Regions from separate parts of the Mus musculus genome. Here region 2 is linked to region 1. The links are chromatin contacts, called in public Hi-C maps. All regions are on one chromosome and are shown on one strand. Each heading gives the region's core, a stretch centred on a gene start, on an enhancer-like site or on the middle of the called end of the contact. The rest is flanking DNA. Distances are from core to core; before and after follow the strand shown. Region 1 overlaps Gja1 (gap junction protein, alpha 1). Region 2 has its middle 18 kb from the start of Gm36769.

What was found. A called contact is a pair of places that touch in the nucleus more often than the background predicts.
Region 2: a contact with region 1 is called in a Hi-C map of granulosa cells, with 2.8 times the contacts expected there. The contact joins two enhancer-like sites. A contact is called at or near these places in 3 of 484 Hi-C or Micro-C datasets (adipose-derived mesenchymal stem cells and granulosa cells).

The regions. Positions count from the first base shown.
Region 1 is chr10:56,389,807-56,393,441 of GRCm38.p6, forward strand. Gja1 (gap junction protein, alpha 1) reads left to right here. Exons shown (of 2, transcript NM_010288.3): 2 at 1-613. Among named protein-coding and RNA genes, the nearest start is that of Gm36460, 3.5 kb to the right of the region's middle. Within about 2 kb of position 1,590, at least 3 of the 459 cell types and tissues checked have an H3K27ac peak or open chromatin away from gene starts, as enhancers often do. A contact at or near this core is called in granulosa cells, where this site is marked.
Region 2 is chr10:56,915,765-56,919,552 of GRCm38.p6, forward strand. No RefSeq gene overlaps it. Among named protein-coding and RNA genes, the nearest start is that of Gm36769, 18 kb to the right of the region's middle. Within about 2 kb of position 2,372, at least 4 of the 459 cell types and tissues checked have an H3K27ac peak or open chromatin away from gene starts, as enhancers often do. A contact at or near this core is called in granulosa cells, where this site is marked.

The sequences.
Region 1 (3,635 bases), core at 340-2,839:
GTAATAGCCATTACTGAAATGAATGATTTCCTTTTTCTGAAATATAATCATTGATGCTTGAATGATAGAATTTTAGTACTGTAAACAGGCTTTAGTCATTAATGTGAGAGACTTAGAAGAGGGTTGCTTAGAGTGGACTATCAAGTGAGCCTAAAGGAACTTTGTAGTAACTGGTAATCTGGTAATTTTTGTCCTACTTAACTACACATTAACTCAGAACTTGTATTCTGAGTTTAACAGTCTTTTAGATTGACGAGCAACTTGGATGTTTGCACTAAGATTTTCTTTGAGATACTAGAGGGGGTGAAGGAGTTTTCAGCAGTGCACATGTAACTAATTTATTTGAACTGTAAGCTAAAGACACCTACCAGTTTCTTCAAGTGACTTAAAAAAACTCATCACAGATGATTGAAATGTCGAGTTATCATGTTTCCTCTTGCGCGCCAGCTACACAAGGAGTTTTTGGACAATGAGAAACTAATTTGTTTGACATTCCATGTTAAACTACTGTCATGTTCAGCTTCATTGCATGTAATGTAGACCTAGCCCATCCAATCAATGTGCTCGGGAAAGTGTTCTTTATTCAATAAAATTTTAATTTAGTATAATAAAGATAACCTGCATGTCTTGTGTGATTTAAAAAACAAAAAAAACAAGAAAACTTACCAAATTTATTCAAGATTACCAAAAGTAGATCCCATAATTACAATGTCTTGGGCTAATGAAATCCACTTTTATTTTATTTTCATCTTTTGCTTGCCGGTATCTCTGTGCAATGGTATGTTGCTGCTTGCAGTGGCCAGGAAAAAAAAAAAATTAGTGTCAAATCCCCTAGAGATAGTTGTGAACTGCCATGTGGGTGCTGGGAATCAAATCTGGCTCTTTGAAGAACAGTGTTTTGTTAGTTTGATTTTTAAGGACAAACACCATAAGCATCATTGATTTTGAAATATTGAGGTAATATTTTAACAGGAAATAAAGCATACAAATGTTTAATTGGGAGAACAGTTAAACTCCACACCAGGTCTCACACACTCATAGAATCGAACCTAGAATTTTTTGCCAGCCTCTACATTCTCTTGCCATGGCTTCCTCGATACATGGAGTTGTAGGCCCGAGGTAGTGATTACAGTATTGGGGAAGGTATCTGGGTTGTTGCAGGTGGAGCTAAGACCTCACATATAAGGTAGAGCGTATACCTTAGCACTGAGGTGTGTCCTCATCTGGACTCAACTTTAGTGAGACTTGTTCAGTTGTCCACACCGACAAGCTTGGGGATATTACATTCAGAGAAGGTACTGGATTTTGGTAACTTTTATTAAGGAATTTTGTGAAGACAACATGCTGGTTATTGCAGGCATCTTTAATCCTTCACTCCCAGGTAGAGAGAGATAAATGAATCTCTGAGCTTTGTAAGCAAATGTGGTCTGTGGTGACTTAGACCAGCCAGGGCTACATAGACCAAAAACCAAGCAAACCTAAAGGTCCCAGGAAAAAACAACCTTGTTGGAGGGAAATGAGTCTGGTCAATTGATGACGTTTCAGCCACAAAAATGCAATATCAAGAATAAATAAAATACAAACACCAGTGATATCTCAGCTCATGGACATCTGAGGCAAGACTCAAGGACAAGCCCCACCAACTGAGACAGGGTTGGCAAGATGGCTCAGCCCGTAGAAGTATTTCTTAGAGTCACCTGGAAGGAGAGAACTGACTTCTGAAATGGTAATGTAGGGATTGAGCTGTAACTGCAGAGCTGCTCTTCACAGCCTGTGGGTCACGACCATTAGAAACCATGCGTTTCCGGAAGTCTTAGGATCTAAGACACTGCCCAGCAGCAAAACTAAACAATTATAAAGTAGCTACAAAATAGTTGGGAGTCGCCACACCATGAACTGTATTAAAGGTTTGCATCTTGGGGAAGGTCAAGACTCACTGCTGAAGCCTACATGAAGCCCTGGGTTTGATCTTCACCACTATACAAATGTGGGAAGTAGGTGGAGGACGATCAGAAGTTCAAGGTTTCAGGGGATTGGGGAGGGAGTCATAAAAATAATGCCATTTTAAAATGGCAGAACGGTATCCAGTGTGTTCATATTAATTAAATTACAATAACACTTTTCAAAAAGTTTAGATCATTCTCAGCCACATAAGACTGAAACCCTCTTGGGATATATGAGTATGAGACCCTATTTTCAAAAGAATAAAGCCGAAGAGGACAAAAAAAGACTACTTATGTAAACCACTGTCAACATTTCTCTCGGTGTATTAAAAACTGTAGCTACACTCGGTATATTAAAAACTAGTTACACAGTGAGCCCCAGTCCACATTGACTACACAGTAAGCCCCCTCGAAGCAACTCCCATTGGCTGCATCTCCAGCAGAAGAAAACAGCATACTTACATTGTGTGTACAAAATTTGAACATACAGAAATACATGAAACAGGGTCAAATTTAACGAGCATCTTTTTATACTCCTCAGTGGACATCAGGAAACCTTAATTTGTAGAAGAAACCACTTTATTTTACATATACCCATCAGGTGTTATAAAGTAGAGAATGAATGAATGATTTAGTTCCTGCTCCCAAAAGCATACAAAATTAATCCTTCCAGTTATTGGAACATTTATGTTGTTTATTTTTCTAATATACATATATAGAGAGATGATGTCATTACATTTTCTGTTTGTGTTTTGAGACAGGTAGCCCAGGCTGGGCTGACCTCAGACCTCAAACTTACTATGTAGCTGAGGCTGAATTCCTACCTGACAAGTTTGTAACACCACATCCAAAAAATTCTCTAAACTTTTTTAGGGAGAGACAGAAAAGCCATTTGAAGCCAAATGGGACAATTTAGCTGAGATGTAGCTCAACAATAGATAGCTCCAGAGTGACATAATGAAATAGTAGATGCCCTGCCCATAGTCACAGGCTATGGGTTCAATCCCCGTCACTACACACAATTTTTATTTTTAAAGATTTATTAGTTTTATTTATGTGTCTCTGTGCGTTTATGGGTACCACATACATACAAGTACCCACAGATGCCAGAGAGCATCAGAACAGGCGGTTGTGGGTCCACAGATGTGGGTGCTGGGAACAGAACACACATACACCATTGTTAATTGTGGCAGAACTGTCTCATATCTTTAGATATTGGAATGGCCAGTTCAATTCCCTTATTTTATTCAGTGAATTTTCATTTCAGATGTTTGCGTTAAGCTTCCAAGCCAAGGGCTGTTCCTTTATCATATTTTGTGAAAAGTGTTCAACTTCTCCACCTGCCCAGGGTGTTAGGCCCCCACCCACACATTACCTTTTCTAAAAATTCCAGATAACTTCAGTTTCCAACATGCCAAAACAGCTGAGCTTTGTGTTTCAAGGACAAAAAAAAAAAAAAAAAAAATGAAGTTGGAGAGCTTATTAAAATCTTAAAAGTGAGTTTTCTCCATAAACGGCAGCACACCAACAGTAGGAACATGTTTATAGCCTTTATTGGCTCCTCGCTTCTGTTTTTACCTTCTCTTCGTTGAGGCAAATATAATTGAGCCTCTGACATGTCAGAGTTTGCAGCTGGCAACTTTCAGAACTCAAGAGGAGACGTGGAACAAACCACACAAAATAGTGCATGCA
Region 2 (3,788 bases), core at 1,122-3,621, 530 kb after region 1:
CAATGAGAACAAAGCAAGTCATGTGGATTCAAGGAGAACTATATTTATTTTGGACATATCCACGATTTGGAAAACATTTAATATTGTACAGATACAATTCAAAGTATAAAAAGGACATATATATATATATATATATATATATATATATATATATATATATATATATATATATTCATTGTGCTCAAAGACAGGAAATTTCAAATAGATCCCTTTAGCAATAATGGCCCAAGTAGTTCCATCAGATCCATTTCATTTTCGTGGCTTTATCTATTGTCCGCTATTGGGCTGGAACTGAGTTGACCAAAGTTAGGCACTTGGCTTCATTCTCCTTTTATCAAGTTCTCCCAGATCATACTGTTTACCCCTTGGCTTTGTGTTTGATTAGATGAAATCTGGGATTGCATTATAGCTGGGACTCAGCTCACCCCTGAAAAACACCAGCACCCCAGCATGCACTGCAGTTAGCATGCACTGGAGACTTCATCAAGGTTTGTGGTACGAAAAGCATGAAGAGGCTGTTGCTTAGAAGTCACAGGCAAGAATGTAAGAAACCTGAGAAAGGATGCCTCTGCTTGTTTTATTTTTTTGTGTATTTTGGTGCTGAGGTGTCAAAGCAAAGCTCTCACATAAGCTCCAACAGACTTAAATTGTTTACCCGCTTGCTTAGTTTTGCTTAAATTATGAATGATCTAAGAAGTAAGGGAAAAAAGACTAGGGATCAGGTAAGTGGTCTCCCATTGATTAAAATCCCTTACCCCTCTGCTTAGCTTAGCTTATGAATGATCTGAGAAACAACACAAAAGATTGTGATGGCTGGAAAGCTAGAAAAACAAAAACAAAAACAAAAAACAAAAAAAAAAGGAGCTCTAATAAAATTGATGTGGACAGCCTGTCCGGTCAAGTGGAATTCTGGGTTCTTATTACTAGAGCAGGATGATCCCACACAGGCACATTTCTTAAAGGATCCCACTTCCCTCTACCCCAGCTGCCCTTAGAGAAGGAAAGCGGTGGCTAAAGAGCAAGGCTAGTTTAGCTTCTTCCAGATTCATTGACACCACTGAGTCTGTTGCCTCTTGGGGGAAGAATCTTACAGGATGCAGTGAAGGTAAGAGTCAGTTCCATGAGGTCCTCTCACAGTGAAAGGGATGCAGAGGAGCCCCATCCCAGCTCTAGCTGGGAAATCAGTCAGGACTGATGGTGAGTTTACATAAGGCCCAGTGTTTACTTTCAGTTCTGGTAGGAAGCATCTTCTGAGATACTGGCAGTTTGTTCTCTGTAGTAACTTTTAATGTTCGCAGATGTTTCGGTTCACTCTTTGCGCCCACCAGCCAGTGGTAACCCATCCCAGGTAACCAGGGGGTGACTATATTTTCCCTACCCAGCCTTCAGTCTCAGAGGCAAATCCTGAATCTTGTATTGCCACTTAGTGGTGATGTCAGCAAAAGAAAACGACTGATGGGATCCCTCATGAATCATGGGGAAAATGTAAGTGCCATCTTGAAATATTTTAAAGCTCTCTAGGCATTTGTAAAATATTTATCCTTTTCATAATTCTACAGCACAGATATCCTAGCACCATGAAACACACCCCAGGCACATCTTCAGATGTAAATATAATTTTTATTTCCTTGCCAAGGAAAACAGAAGCTCACAAAAAAAAATCTAACTTATTTTAAGGTTAAATGACTTTGAAAATATCAAAAAGCATGTGCTTCTCACTGTAGTTGTAATGAGTCTGGCAAGCCAAATACTGGTTCCTCAATTGTCAAATGACTTTAAAACTGTGGAGAATGCTGTCACAAATTCTATTCAAGGAGCAAACAGTTTTACAGTCCTTCACTTTTTATAACTGGGATTTTTCTGGTTCTATTTATTTTAAAGCAGCTAAAACTTTGCAAAATATAAATGATTAAAAGTTTTCAAATGAAGGTATCCAAATAGAATGAAAAGATTACACAGTTACACCTGTCAGGAGACACAGAAAGTAAACCAGAATGGTTTAAAAGAAAAGAAAGCATTCAATTATCAGTCTATGTCTTATATTTAGAGGGTTAACCTTGTCATGGAATTATTTTCTTCTTGAGTTGAAGTCCGTGGAAACTTTTGATAAGAATCACACATTTGATAAAAATTTGTGAGTAATTCTGCTTCTACTTTTAGTTATAGTTCTTATGAAAACAATTTGAAGCAATCACACAGGTGTTTTATAAGTCAACGAACTAGTGCTTGATATTATGTGCTGATCATAGATAGATGTTTCTGAAAATTTTACATGAAACTACCCTTTCCAGACATTCTCCCCATGATGTTTATAGAGGAGACATAATAACTCAGTTTTCTGTGTCTTTACCAACTTGCAGCGTTATCTCTCCCGATAGCAGACAGTTGTGTCTGTTTTTCTTTTACAAAATAACTGAGCCAAAGTTTAAACAGAGAGTCTCATAAACAGAGACTGCAAAGTATTACAAAAATAAGGTTTCTTGTGACTACATTTCTTTGCTCGTTCCATCTCTCTCCTTTCTGTGTTAGTTTTCAGCAATCTGCTCATAAATCGCTCAGCATGCTAACGTTAGAAAATATAGAATGCCCAGGTCAGAAGTACAATGTGTGAGAGCTCCTACTGCCATCTTAAGCTCTCATTGACCACTTTTTTGGCATGCATGTTTGCCATATGCCTGGGTCTCAGTCCTAAGTTTGTACTTCCTGGGGTAATTTTTGTGTATATGGTGAGGTGGAGATGTGTTAGCATCATAAACTGAACAGTATAAACGAAGCCATTGCTTCTCCCTCATGCTGACCTTTCACTCAGACTCTGGGCAGTGCTCAGGGATGTGGTATCTAGCCTGGTCTCACGCCAGGAAATTTGAAGTCAGCTTTTCTCCATCTTTCCTTTCTCATTTGCACCCTATCCATGCTTTCTCACTATATCCATCATCAAACAAGCAAGCTTTTAAAGATTCGTATTGCTTTTCCATTTCACACAGTTCCTTGACAGTCTTTATCTTCTACTGTAGGAAACACAAAAAGGCCCGACGTCTTAAAACACAAAAGGTAATCTTGCAAAACACCAAGCTCACCCTGAATACAAACTGAGCTGTAAGGGAGGACTGACTGTCGCTAGACTTTTGTTTGCCAAAATTTGCGTGTGGACTTACCTATTGTGTACCAAATCACAACCTTACCTACAAACCACCAGTGGCCTAATAATAAGAGGGGTTTATGTGAGGATGTATGTACGTGTACACAGGGGAACATGAATTCATCAATTCATCTACTCAAATATTTGAACCCGTTATGAAATAGACATTTTTAAGTATCCTTAAAAAAGCTCTCTACATGCTGTTTCTTGTTCTGGTTTTGGGTACTGGTACTTTGGGGAGGGTTAGTATAGTTTCTTTCTAATGCTGTGACTTACAGAGTATTTGATATCTGTGACTTTTGACAAACTATAGTGCTAGTCAGTTGTACCCCACCCTTGGCACATATCTCACACTCCTCTTTCTGAATGGGAGCCAGTAGAAGAAACATCTATTTTCTGGGAGCACCTTCAGCTCAACCTTGTTGGAAAGGGTTGTAAGAAACATTGGCTACGGCATCTCCCTTTCAAGAAGTTTGCTGATTTATCGTGGTGGTTTGAATGAAAATGCCCCTTCCCCATAAGCCCATAGGGAGTAGCACTATTAGGAAGTATGACCTGGAATAGGTGAGGCCTTGTTGGAAGAAGTGGTCACTGGGGGCAGACCTTGAGGTCTTAGGCGCTCATGCTGTGCCCAGTGTGGCAATCTCTC